2 separate regions of the Drosophila melanogaster genome follow, and region 2 is linked to region 1. The links are chromatin contacts, called in public Hi-C maps. All regions are on one chromosome and are shown on one strand. The core of a region is the stretch at or near the end of the contact, and the rest is flanking DNA. Distances in the headings are between cores, read along the strand shown. Region 1 holds the start of Sse (Separase). Region 2 holds the start of Bre1 (Bre1,).

Region 1 (7,056 bases), core at 845-3,344:
TATGTGTCCACGGAATCACTTTGTTATCCCCCGGGGCCAACCAACGACTCAATATTGTCACCGAAACAGTATCCATATTACCATCCAAGGCGGGCATGAGAGTACCAACTATCGAAGGACACAGAGCTCCATGGTAATAATCATGGGCTCCATACAATGCGCTGTACAGGCCCGTGCCCAACATGCGTGTAGAATCGCAGCCGAATAGAAAAACAACGCTGCGTACCCGAGCCCGGCAAATTATGCGACCATTGACGTACTGCAGCCCAGAACCGTGACCTGCGTATCTAAAATTTAAGGCAAAAGTATTAGAATGCCATTGTTCGCTTGCAATCATATCTTACACAAAGCAATCCGCCTGTAGCGCCTGTTTCACCATCACCTCCTCATTGGGCACGGTTTCAAAAAGATGCTGCCACTGGGAGAGCCAGTACTCAAAAAAGCTACGCAGCCTGCGGCCGGAGTTGACCAAATCCGCATCTGGGTTTATTACACACATGCCACGTTTAATATTTGTTGTGTAGTAGCCATGCTTTATGTTTGATTTGTGATTCTGGAACAAGCGCCATAGGCAATGCAGTGATTTGACGCGGGAGAATTCCTGCACGGTGACTAGTTGTTCCCAATGGAGGTGGTCTAGACGCTACATAAATAATATAGTAGTATGTATTATAGTATAGAAATTCAGATGAACTACCTCATCGACTACCAGGATGATGGGAAATCTTCTGCTCGCCAGGGGCTGACGCTCCTCCACTTCCGCCCAGTCGCTGGCCAAACCCTTAAGCAATTCGTATGCCGACTGGATCTCATTTTCGTTGCTCGACAGCTCATAGCAGATGAGTTTGAGATCTGCGATTTCCAGTCGATTGGCATGCGAGGCCGCTTGGGAAAGTAAAACACGTTGGTGGGTACCCCATTGATTAAGCAGACAGAAATCGTCAACACGAGTATAGGTGGCTTTGATTTGTTTTTGAACAACAGTGCAGTCATATCTTTTGCCAAAGAACAGAAAGGAATATGGAGATATTATGTCCCGAAAGTCGGCAAGTAGTTTCTAGAAGAGGTAAAGTAATGCTAATAAGATACATTGATATTAATGTGTAGTACTTACTTGCTGAAAAGTGTCAAAACCATTCAGCTCCTCCCAATACTTCTGCTTAGCCTCTTTACCTTTCATGTTGAGTGGATCCACGGTTACCACTCGCCTAAATCTTTCCACCAGAGTGCTATACTCTCGAAAGAGATTTGCCGTATTTTCGTTGGAAATTTTCAGGCAAATCGGTCCCAGTTGGGAACTTCTACAGTGTCGGAGCAGAGTGAGATATATTGCTCCATCGCTGGCAATGATCTCATTGAAAACGGAGTAGGTGGTGGCGGGATTAAAGCTCTTGCAGAGCTGGAGGACACACCATTCTTGGGGCAGACTATTGCATTTCTCTGAAATGCGAGTTAGACCCTCTGTAGGATCCTGGACATCATCCAGGAAGTCTAGATACTCTGGTATTTCGTTGATTGGCTTCTTTGGCTGTTTCTCCTGCTCCATTTGCTGGAGGTACTTGATGATGTTCTGCAGAAATTTTTTGCTAAGAATAATGTTGGTAATGTTTGTTTGAGTTTTAAAAGAGTTTAGTTAGTTTATATATCACCTTTTGTAGTCCTTTTTCTCCAGTTTAGTGGCTGATTTGATCAGCTCCTCTGCGGTGGGACGCTGATTTTCCAGTTCCGCCGATTCGGTAAGGTAACGCAGATCGGTGGACTGGAACTGGGCTTTAACCTGGTAGTAAATTGAGTGCTCCACATTGCCATTGCGGTATTCCTCATCGGCGCGCAGTAAATTATATTCTGCAGAAGAAACATGAACATTAACATATTATTGCGAAGATGCAGTGGGAATTTCGAAGTTTCTGGGTCTGCTTATATAGTTACCCTTCGCCTCGGGGCCAACATCTGAACTGGTGAAACCGGCCAGCATCTCAGCCTCGTCACCGGTTTCCAGCATTTCCTATTATTTATTATTTACTTAATTGCTTATTTTCAAACTCGAGTCCGCAAATTGCTTCCTCCTCTTCGGACGATATCGATAGATGCCTTGTAGCCTTTACCAACACTGAGCTATCGATGGGCGATGTGCGATAGGAAACTAGCTCATTTTGTGGTATTTTCTAGTACTTTTTTTGAATTTCGCGGTTATTATTGTGAAAAGCATTGTACTTAATATTAGTCAAATTCGTAAGCTTTAACAAAAATGAAACTTAATTAAAAATATGAATATTAATATTTACTTTTCTGCAAGCAATTCGGGTACGCCATATTACTGTATTAATTACAGATAACTTGTAATTTTTACGATCATAGTTATGTAGTTTTAAAGTAATTAAGAATTTTATAACATCCTATGCCCAATAAACTATAATCGTACGATTTAAGGCATTATAGCTTTTAGTACACCCGTTTTTGTTGTTTTGCTGTCAGCAAAAAGCTTTCCCTCTTGTTGATGTTTGCGGCCGTTCATTCATAAAAACATGAATCGAGATGAAAAGGTGCAAGAGATTGCAGGTTGGCCGGAAAACAGATGTTAGGGTTGCCACGCCACCTAAATAAGGATGAGCAGCGGAAGCTGCGCAGCAACCACACCCTCTCAAAATGGAGCCTTAACATCAATTAAATATTTGTTCAAGTGTTTTAGTGTCTGATTAAAATATATTAGCGCTATTTTCCCATCAAATGCAGTTCATATTCATTTCCGAGGGTCAACCCTTAGCCTTTAAAGCCTTTTAGTTTTTGGCAACCCTAAACCACACCCTCTAGTTGCCCTAAAAACCTTACGCAACAACAAAAGCCAAGTACACACATATGTACATACCGTACATATAGGCGGCCAATTAATGCATATGCGAGCCGAGATACAATATTTTATTTTTTGACTTTTGGTTAACTTTTAAGCTGGCTTTTTTGTTGATTTTTAAATATGTACTTTTTCCAAGACTTTGTGACGTGCGTCTGGAGCTCTGCTGCCGCCTCTGCCGACGTCAGCTGCAAACTGCAGTTTTCTAATGACGTCTTTTGGAGGCAGCAAGAGATAACGGTATTTAACCGATGCGAGTGGGCGGCTCGAGCTTTGATGCCACGCCTATTTCTGAAATACAATTTTCAAGTATTTCTTGCTAATTAAAACGAGTTGTTAACAATATTCAAAATATGCAAAAACATTTGTTAAACCTTTAAAAACTTTGAAGTGCAAGCGGCTAGAGCGAATAATTACCGTTAGAGAAGCTGCAGCTGGTCGCTGTTTTAACTCAACGAAAGCTTCGATAAATATTGAATTGGCGCAGGGGTATAAGGACCTTTGCTCTCTTTGGTTTTGCCTCTGCCGCTACTGCGGCCGCTGCCACTGCCGACAGCGACAGCGACGCGAGCGTCAGCATCCTTTCTACTTATTAATTTTGATGTTGCTTTTCACTTTTACTTTGTCGGGAAACGTGCTGTTCAAGAACTTTTGCCTGGTGGGCCAGTGTTGGAAAAGAGAGGCTTGATCCTTTAATCGGAAATTTTTTAGCTTGATTGTCATGATGGAAAAGAAAAGACACCACCCCCTCACACCACTAAGCCAGCCCTATCACCAAGCCCCCCTTTAAATTCACTGGCCTTTATCCTTTATGTTTTTTGGCTGCATTATTAATGTCGCTAACTCGGCACGTTCGTTGTCCTTTCCGCCTAGCAAATTATAACATTAATATTACATTAACACACACGTACGCCAAATCACACACACATACACATATGCATTGGGGAGACATTAAAACTTTCGCACACAGCAGCACATGTAACGAAAGGCCAAAAACAACAAGAGCTAAGCCACCCCAAAAACAAAAAAAATACCGAGAGTATGTGTGTGTGTGTGTGGCACACATTCCAACAGTTGCAGCGATGTCGCGGTCGACTGCGCAGTCGGCGTCGCAGCATCCCTCTGCATTTGAGCGACTCAAAACGAATTTCGAAGTCGACGTCGACGGTTGTGTTTTGTCGCTTTTTCTTGCTTCCAAAAAATACTAATATAAACAAAATAAAGCTTTTAACTAGCTTCACAAAAAATAGAAAATAACTAAGTATAAAAACCAGCTGAAATAATAAGAAAAATCCTAAGAAAAGCCATTTGAAAAAGCGGAAAGAGCGTAGCATACTTTTCAGCCCCAGTGGATAAAACGCCCACGAGGCAGACGAAAATGAATTAATCAAGTAAAATTCAAGCAACAAACATTCCGCAACAAGAAAAGACATTTAAGTAAATTAAGGTGTGGTGATTTATGCAACTTTTTTGAGGCACACACGCAGCGAAAAGAGAGGGGTGAAGGGGGCGTTGAAGCCACTGCACATACCTCTAAGCTAAGCCAACACACACACACACACACACACACACACTCGCAGGGAGAGAAGCAGGAGCAGAGGCAGAAGAAGAAGCAGAGGCTGAGGGCATACAAAATAAAGGATAACGACGGAAAACCAAGAAAGAAATCGAAATTAAAATATAAGCCTGTGGGAGAAGAAAGAGGAGTGTCGGAGAGGGGGAGGGGCAGCAATTTTCGGCTGTCGCTGTAATTCGACGCTCATCTCCTGCTCTACTTTGCTCTCTTTCTACGCTCTTGCCCGCTTTCTCTTCTCGCCACCGCTTTGCTCTCCCGTTTCGTCAAGTGAAAACATTTCGTTTGGGCTTCGTCAAGTTTTGTAGGTATTTTGGCTACACGAAAATACACAGCGCCTTCATCCTTCTCGGTTTCGTGTCGAAAAACGGAATATCTCGTTATTTCCAGTCGAAAATCGAACTCAGACACACCGAAAATTCCTAAAAATAAAGTGAAAAGTGATCAGTTAATAATTAACGAAATTAGTTTCGAAAACATACGAAAAAAGCAGGCCAAAAACGAACATTTTTTCGGTGGGCCGCGAAAGGCGTTGCCAAATCAAAGGCCACAGGATAAAACAACAGATCCGTAACAAAATTTCAAATTATATCCTAATCGCAGGCACTAAAGCAAGAGGAAAATCCCTAACTACAAAAGATAAAATCAACTAAGCTATACAAAAGTTAATCATACGCACCGTTAATAAGCACCAAGTGAAAAACTGACTACAGGAAAACGCAGAGCAAAAATAAAGGACAAACAAAGGAGTAAAACTCTCTAGAGAAGCAGAAGAAAACAGCAGTATCAGCAAAGAACATTCTGCTGCATAAATAATACACTCGACATACGTATACGCCATATAGGCCAGGACATACCAGCAGGATATATCACACACACACACGCACGCACTCACACATACGGACGGGCAGGACGTGCTCCTGTTCTATTATTTAACTGCTTTCAACGTCAGCACCACGTTCAACCCGACGAAAGTCGATTGAAAGCCGCCTTCAACGGCCACAGCATCCCTCTCTCTCTCTCTCTCTCAGCAAACACAAAAAACAAAAAGGAAAACGAGAGAGCGAGTCCTTTGCTTGCGCCAGTGTGTGTGTGCGCGCGTGTGTTCGCGACAGCAGGAGCGACGTCAACGTCAATCCGCTCAATATTTATACATTGAACCGAGTCTCCAGGCCCACGAGTTTTGCGGCCCTCACAACGCAGACGCTCCTGGTCCTCCGCTGGGGCCCAAAATAAATAACATCTGACAGCTGCCCAGAGTCCTGAATTCGGAGTCCTGAAAGAGCACTCAGCGGTTAGGGGCTAACAAAAGAAGCATAGCCAAAGCGTGTGGCGATACAATTTCCCTGGGAAAACATCAACCAAACTGAACGCGATCCTAAAACGAAAACAAAACAATGGGCGCCAAGGAAAGTGTCGAGGCAGCCGCCAAAATGAACGCCGATGGTTGGGGCCATGTGGAGGTGTGTATTATTTATAAAAAGCAAAGCAAACAAACTAATATCACAGCCATAAATTCCCAAAGCACAAAACTCACAAGCAGTAGTAGTAGGGTTTTTTATGAGTAAAAGGTTTTATCTAAGTTGTCGTAGTATCTCAAACATATGGCTCTATATGGTTGAGGGGTTCTATACTTAAAAAATATGGATAATTTCTATTCTGTATCTTTTGTTGACTATCAACTTAATCTATCTATGAAGTTTGGTTTGATTTAAATTACCCAAACAAAGATCAAGAAAGATGTATATATTTTATCAAGAGTCTCTAGAGATCATCAACCCGAAACTACCAAAAGAAAAGCCCCTAAGATTGTCAACAACTTGGTGATCCCTTTCGATATGTCGATCATCGCCCCAAAGTGTGTCAGACCGACGATCCCGATTGCAACTTTAATGAGGGTGCCGAGTGGTGAGAGTAGATTGATTTAAAAATAAATTAGACAACAACACGTGCAGCAAGCACGCGAACTGCTCTCAGTCCGAGCAGACAGTTCCATTTTCCCATTTTCCTCTTTTCATTTTCATTTTCATTCCCATAACCACTCTGGATTCCCATTCATGTTCCCATGCCCATTGTCGTATGCTGGTCCATTTGATGATCGCATGTGCACATGTTGCTCGATCATATCTCTTCAAAGATCTGATCTCTCGAGCGGCCGGAGAGCTTGGAAGCAAACTTACATATATATGTGGGCGGTATGGGGCGCTCTCGAGACGCCAAGAGATTGGGAAAAAGAGTCTAAAAATCAGCAGAGATGAAAATTCGTTTGCATTTCGATTTTCAGTCAGTTGAGTTTGCGGCGTGCATTTGTGATGTTGTTTTGGCTTTTTCAAGATCTCGTCAGCCCCGATCCGTAAACCGCAATTCGAATCGCTTGGAAGCCGGCAACTGAATGGCCAAAACCGATTCATAAGAAACAACAAACAGGTGTCCGTGTGTGTCGCCCTCTGGGTCAACTGATGTAAACAAAAGTAGCTATATATAAAATCACCTAAATATATACATATATCGCTATCATGGTGATCGAAATGTGCTTCTGTGCCAGTGAACAGTGAATAACATGTCTGGCCGACATATGGGCCAGTCTGGGAATATTTATAAAAATTTAATCTACATAAAAATAAATTCTGCTCCA
Region 2 (7,013 bases), core at 2,353-4,852, 130 kb after region 1:
GTTGCATTTGGGACACTTCCGCTGCCGCGTTTCATATCTAGTGCGCAGGCAGTCGTAGCAGAAGACGTGGAAACACTTTGACAGGACAGCATCCTTCCGCTTCACCTTGCACGAGGGACACGTGAGCGTTTCTTTGTATTCGCGGATCTCCTCAATCATCACCTCGTCGATGGTGGTGCCCGACATTTCCATCTTCTTCATGCGCTCCGCCTTGCGTTTAAACTGCGCCAGCTCCTCCTGCAGCCGCTTGGTCTTGTAGGCCTCCGCCTCCAGCGAACTGGTCTTCTCCGCCACCACTTGCTGCGCCTCCTTCATTTGCGCGTGATACTTTTCCAGATGCAGCTTGAGGTCCGCTGCCGATTGCGCCGATTCAATCGCCTTGCGTTTGTGCATCTCCATTGCTTGCTGCCGCAGCATCAACTCTTTCTCAATCGACGCGACGGTGGCCTGCAGGCTGCGTTCCTTCTCCTCCAGCTTTCGCAGCACAATGTGCATGGCTTCGATTTGCGTGGTCGCCGTTGCCATCTGATCCTCCAGCACCGTCTTTTCCTCTCTCAGAAGTTTGTGCAGCTGGTTGGCCTTGATGCGCTCCGACATTAGCTTAAAGTTCGCATCGTCCTTCTCACGCAGCTGTTGTATGAGCCGGGAGTTCTGCTCCTGCATGTCCTCGAACGCCTGGCCGGTAACCTCCATCTCGTTCAGCAGTGCCTCCTCTTCGTGGGAACCAACAAACGGTCGCGTGTAGTTCGCTGTGCCGGGGGCTCCACTGCCCCAAGAATTATCCGTTGGCTTGTGGTTGGCCATCTGTTTTTGCAGCTCGTACTTCTGCTCCTCCAATTGCTTAATCTTACGTAACGCCTCCTCGTCGGCCAGCTTCTTGCGTTCCTCGCGCTTGCTTTCCTGCAGCTTCTTCAGCTGCTGGCGGAGCTCCTCGATCTCGGAGCGCAGTTTCTTTTCGGTGGCCATCAACTGGACCTTGTCGCGCTGATCCTTCGATACGCCTTTGTACATATCCAGCAGGAGTTTCATTTCTTTCTGGTCGTTCAGTGCTTTTCTGTAAATCAAACAATGTTAAATAGATAATCGTAATTGCTGAACAAACTTACTTTAGTTGCGCCTTCAGATCGCGCACCGTTTCACTTTCCACTGCCTTCACATCCTTGCCCTTGACACCATCCTTGGAATCCTTTTCGTTTTTGACGGGAACAGAATTGGTCGCAGAACTTGTTGAGTTTCCGGGTCCAGGGGAATCCTTCTTCTCAGCTGCCGCCGCGTCTCCAGAACTGAGCTTCTCCTGCTTGATGCCGTCTTTTACGTCCTTACCACTGGCCTCGTCATCAGCTTCATCTTCAGCCGAGATATGGTTCTCCTCCTTGATGGCTACGTTGGTATCGTTGCCGGAATTTGTTTGGTTTGTTTGTCCACTGGCGGAAACGTTGTTGGAGTTCTCCTCCTTCACACCTGTTGAGTTCTCCTGCTTGATTTCTTCGCCAGCCGCACCAGTCGCCGCCTGCAACTTGTTGCCTTCGAGTGTAGCTAGTGCATCGGCCAGCTCCTGACGCAGCTTCAAGTTGTCCGTGGACGTGTCCTTGTACTTTCGCTTGTAGCGCTGCACCTCACCCTTCAGTTGGCCATTGTGGTTTTGTAGAGAGGTGATCAGGTGGCGCATCTCGCGATTGATGGGTGCCGTCTGCTCGTTGGCTGCCATGTTCTGCTCGAACTCAATGCGTAGCGTTTCGTACTCCTTTCGGATGAGGGCTAAAACGTCCTCCATCTGGATCATCTCGCTGCGCACCTTCTTCTGGGCAATAAGTTCCTCGCTCTCCATCACTTCGATTTGTCGCAGATGCTGGTTCTTGCTCGTTTGAAGCTGGTTTCGGGTCTCGTCCAGCATGGTCTTTATCTGCATGGACTCGTTGTAGAGCACGGAAAACTGGCTCTGCAGGCACTTGTACTCCGTGGTTTCCACAATTACCGATTCCGGCAACTGTCGTATCTGGAATGGATTTTAAGGATGAATCAGTATAATACAAAGAAAATATAAACGAAATGACTAACTATAATTAGCAATGCTCCAGATAAGCTAATACATTATTCATTCAAAACTTACATCCATTTTAAGCTTCTCCACCTCCTTCAGGGTTTCGCGATGCGTGGCGTGAAGCTTATCCAGCTCCTGCAGTCGGTTGTTGGCCAGTTCGCGGTACTCCTCCAGCTCCTTTTGCAGCTCCTCCAATAGCTGGCTATTAACGCTGGTGGTGGCGCCGCCGCTGCCTGTGGTAGTTGGTGTCTTGGCACTATTAGTGCTCTTATTGGGATCACCGTAAATCTGGTGGTAGGCCTTCAGCTTTTCAATAGCCTCGGCCAAGTGGTTCTCCAGCTTATCATTCCGGCAATGGATCTTCTCTAGGTCATATTGCAGTTCGTCTATCTGGTTCTTCAGTTCGGCGTTCTCCGTCTCCTTGGCGGTATGAGCGTCCTGGTACTCCTTCATCTTCAGCGACATGGTGTGGAACTTCTCGTGCAGCGAGGTATTCAGATTCTGCAGCTTGTGATTTTCGCTCATGATCTCGATGTGCGTTTGCTTCAGGGTTTCCTCTAGCGCATGGACACCGGCCGATGACGTTGTGGTCTCCGCATCGCCGCTGGCCTGCTGCTGCTCCTCCTCGCCGCCAGCTCCCGCTCCTGAACCGGAGCCAGCTGAAGCCAGACTATCACCTTTCAAGACATGAGTTATCTTTTCATTGCGTTGCATTAACCTATCAATAACCTGTACGATCTTGGCGACCGCCCTTTTGGACACTTGGACGCGGTTGGCCAGCTTCTCGTCCAGCTCCTCCTTGTCCCAGGTGGACAGTTGGGCGAGAAACGAGGTGGTCACCTCGTTCTCATTCCGGTTCTCCAGTTCGTCGGCCGTCTCGGCATCGAAGCGCTGCAGCAGGACTCGTATGTCCTCGTTCAGCTGATTCCAATACCGATTGACCACGTTTAGAACGGCGTCGTCCTGCGTTTGCCGCTTTTCCAGCTGCTCGATTCGATGTCGCAGCTCCGCCTCCGTTCGCATCCGCTGTTCGATGCGCTGTGCTAGCTTCTTGTTCTGGAATTCCAGCACCTTGATGTCCATCTCCTCCAGCGTGGACACCGGCCCAATCAGATGGGGCTCGAAGTGCACCTTCTTGATGGGCGGCTGGCCGGCGGCTGCGGCGGCCACCAAGCAGCTGCTGCCGGTGGCGTCGTCGGCGCTCCGTTTCGACATCCTTGCACTGCGGAAAACAAGATTAGGACTGATTTCAGTTGTAAAAACAATTGGAGTGTTGAAAATTATTGATTTGCCCATTCGTGGCTGTACTCCATTTTTTATCGTGTGCGGCGGAGGCGGTGGCGGTAGAGGCGTAACGCTCCCGCCACTGCCAACATCGCCATGCCTTCGGTGTACTCAAAATCTAGATGGTGGTGGGCCACTTACCTTAATCTCGGGTTTATACACTTTTAACTTAACATTAATTAAGGTTTTCTTTTGCTTTTCTACGTTTTGCCTGGCTTCATCAATATCGAATGCGGGCTGCGGTCACACCTGGGAATTTTCACAGCAGCACGGTAACACTATTTGCAATACTCCCTCGCATTTGCGTTCACGTTATCGATAACTATATGTCTGTGCTTAGCGGTAAATATCGAATAGAGGCAGGTAAAACTAAAAATACTAGATTCAAAGCGGGAAATTTAAATTCACGAAAATTAAGCAAAAGAAATATATGATTAACTATTTCGAATAAAATGAACAATTTAAAAATGCATTAAAAAGCCATAGTTTTGGTAACTGGAAATCGAAAGTGAATTTCAATTTATTAAGTAATTTGGGATCGAACACGAAATGCACATGCATCTAATAATTAGATTTTAATTTGATTATTGGTGGCTGGGCTGTGTGGCGACTACTGGACTGGTGCTGTACTGGATGTAGTGCTGCCCGACTAAAATGTTTGGTACTTCAGGGCCTGTCGCAGGGTCATGCAGTCGACCTCGTCGATCTTGCAGGTGTTCGCCTTGATGTTGATCTCCTCCTCCTGCATCACCTGGACGTGCATCAGGTAGCGCATGGATGCCTTGTTCTCGTTCAGCTTCTGATTGAGCTTGCATACGGATGCCTTCAGCGCCTGCAGTTCGTTGTAAAGCGCATCCTGGACCATGTCGCAGGTCAGCTCCAGGCCAGGACGATGGGCGCGATTGCTGAGCCGCGTCTGGCACAGTGTAATGGCCCGCTGCTTGTCCATCATCTCCTTCTCCAGCTCGGTCATGTTGCGCTGCACCTGATGGATGTGATCCATGGTGTCCTTGTGCTTGTTCTCCAAACACTGTTTCACGTGCTTCGTCTCCGAGATCCTTCGCTCAAAGGCCTCGTTGGTCCTGTCCGTCTGGTTCTGCATATCCTCGCACACCTGCTTCAGCAGCAAATCGATGTAGGCCCGCAGCTGCCCGGCGGACACCAGCGCCTTGGCGTTGGCCTCCAGATTCTCGTACGTCTGCGCCTGCCACTCGGTCAGCGAAAATTGGCTGGGTAAGGAAGAGAAGGGGGTAAAGGCATGGTGGAGTCATGGCAACTATCAGGTCGATTTGAGTGGTTGTAAATAAATCACTTAATTCCAATGCACTAAAATAGACTCAGGACAACTCTATCCCATATCACCAAGGAAACTGCGGTTTCATTGTTAGGTTTGACCTTCCTCAATTCCATTCCTAACTGAAAAGGGGAACAACTACTTGACTTTGTAATGGAATTTGTGGATAAGACTCTAGTAAAATGTTTATCCTTTTAAACTCCTTGTACTGATGAACACCGAAATGACTTACGCATAAAAGTGAAAGAAAAAAGATTAATAATCAATCCACTTCATCATTCCTTAAAAAGGAAACCCCAACATGTGTGATTGACATGCAACCTAGTTTTCAAAAACCTACCAATGCTGTTTGGACAAATCCTGTCCCTTAGCCAGGTCGTGCTGGAACTCCTTGAGCTTCAGGTTCTTCTCGTCGATGGCCAGTGACTTATCCTTGGCGGCCAGATCCTGATCGAGCAAATAGATGGCGGCGCGCAGCTTGCGGATCTGCTCCTCGGCTTCCTTGAGGGCGGCATCGGCCAATCCCTGACAGCCCTTGATCACCTTGAGCTCACGGCGCAGCGAGCGATCCACCTCGTCGTCGCACAAATCCACACCGATCCGACCTTCGCGTAGGATCAGGCACTGCTTGCAAATGGCCAGCGACTTGTCCTTCAGGAACTCGATGCAGTTCAGCACGCGATTGCGATAGGTGTTCAAGGCCTCATCCTCCAGGGCGGCGGTCTTCTTCTGGCGATTCAACTCGTCCACCAGGAATCGGATTTCGCTCGTCCGTTCGCGCATATGGTGCTCCACCTCCCGTTGCCAGTTCTTTGTGGTGTCCTTCGTTTCGTCCACCACGCGACGCGACTCCCTGCATAGAATAGGGTCACCAACTTGAATCCGCTCCCAATGAATCCGCCACCCGCCCGATATACTCACTCCACGATCCGCTCCGCCAGCTTCTCCTGGTCGCAGGTGATTCGAAACTTGATCTTGTTGTTATAGTCCCAGTCCTCCTCGGAATATCTGGGCGGGCACTTGGCCACCGGACCCAGGTGCTTCCCGGCCAGCTGCAGGCCGCTGATGCGGCGCGACTTCAGGTTGGGCAACATGTTTCTCGCTGGGATTGGGTGCGATTAAGATTGCATAAGAAGTATGTATATAAGAAATGTATGCAAGGAGCGCTGGGTAAAAAGTGGAACTGTCACTGCAAATCTCTACACTCGATTATACCCACCTGGCACACTTCTCTGGAGACCGGGCAGGAAATCGTATGTACCTGGCTGGCTGGCTGCCTGGCTCGGAATCTCGGCCGGAGTTGGACGGAGGAGCTTCGCTGGCGAACTGAGTGGCCTGCCCTCCGCTCCCGCGGTCATGTTAAATCGATTCATGCTAGGGAATTTACGGTTGCCTAGCGGTATTTATTGTTATGTTGCTGACTAGCCCCAGTCATACCTCCCCCCCCCCCTTCCCTTTAGCATACACTGCACCAAAGTAGGGTGTTTAACCTAATACTATGATGCATCTTAGCATGATAAACATGGGAGTAGTAATATAAATTCATTATTGAGAACGCACATAATGTTCCTCTTTTCCAAATTGTAGAATGATATGCTATTATCCTAAATATTTCCAATTCCTCGGCTCCCTTTCTCTCAGTGTACCAATGCCATACGACCGTGTGCATGTGCTCGTCCAATGCGCTTGTGCCGTGTGTCACCTGACAGTCAATCCAATTGGGCACACAGCGCTCAAATCCGGCGAAGGAGCCGCCGGCTGCTCCTGCACCTTGCGGTCCCGTCTTACGGCACCTCGGTGGGATTCCCCCTTTCGGCCGGCGGCTGCTCCTCCTTGATCGATTTATGCTAACATACTTTCGCTTTTGCGCCTCCGTCATTTGACTTGGCTCGGGGCCCTTCTTCGAACTTTTTACTTTATTGCAAAGTTTTTGCCATTAATTATGCTAATCAATTGCCATTTGCGTGCCCAGGTGGGAAATGGCTAAAAATAAAGAAACGTCGATGATTGGCATTTGAAAGAGCAGCGTAAAAAGGGCACTAGCATAAATAGAAACCACTGAATAAAGAAAAAAAACTAATCAAATAAATAATAGTTACATTTCACTTTCATTTAGAAACTATTAAAATTGTGTAAACTTAAAAGGCATGTGCTAATAAAAGGAAATTTATTAATTAGTTACCGCCTTCATAGGCTCTCAAACTTCCTCGGCACAGTTTGAGAGCCGCTGACGAGCCCCCATTTCGGTTGACGGCGCTTAAAAGCTCCCAAAGCTTCGCATCGAGAAAACACCCCCCCCCCCCCGCCAACCAAACAAACATTTCGTTTAATTTTTTTTTTGTAAAATTAAGTTTTAATATATTACGATACACATTTGCCATATACATTCTTTTT

What was found. Hi-C and Micro-C count contacts between places; a contact is called where the count stands out from the background.
Region 2: a contact with region 1 is called in a Hi-C map of the Kc167 cell line, with 5 times the contacts expected there. A contact is called at or near these places in 6 of 107 Hi-C or Micro-C datasets (the Kc167 cell line, the S2 cell line, embryo and 2 more).

Annotation. Positions count from the first base shown.
Region 1 is chr3L:5,660,153-5,667,208 of dm6, forward strand. It overlaps Sse (Separase), which reads right to left and starts at 2,095. Exons shown (of 7, transcript NM_079211.3): 1 at 1,930-2,095; 2 at 1,650-1,845; 3 at 1,115-1,586; 4 at 698-1,057; 5 at 345-643; 6 at 1-287. The coding sequence starts at 2,002. The region is part of intron 2 of sif (still life); the gene reads left to right. CG46320 reads left to right here and starts at 3,969. Exons shown (of 36, transcript NM_001347802.1): 1 at 3,969-4,239; 2 at 5,025-5,884. The coding sequence starts at 5,819.
Region 2 is chr3L:5,790,590-5,797,602 of dm6, forward strand. It overlaps Bre1 (Bre1,), which reads right to left and starts at 3,603. Exons shown (of 4, transcript NM_001300021.1): 1 at 3,467-3,603; 2 at 2,111-3,263; 3 at 1,107-1,996; 4 at 1-1,054. The coding sequence starts at 3,256. Tektin-C (Tektin C) reads right to left here and starts at 5,954. Exons shown (of 4, transcript NM_001274520.1): 1 at 5,839-5,954; 2 at 5,541-5,785; 3 at 4,960-5,472; 4 at 3,816-4,554. The coding sequence starts at 5,713. The coding sequence ends at 3,975. S6k (Ribosomal protein S6 kinase) reads right to left here. Exons shown (of 10, transcript NM_001274521.1): 10 at 6,960-7,013.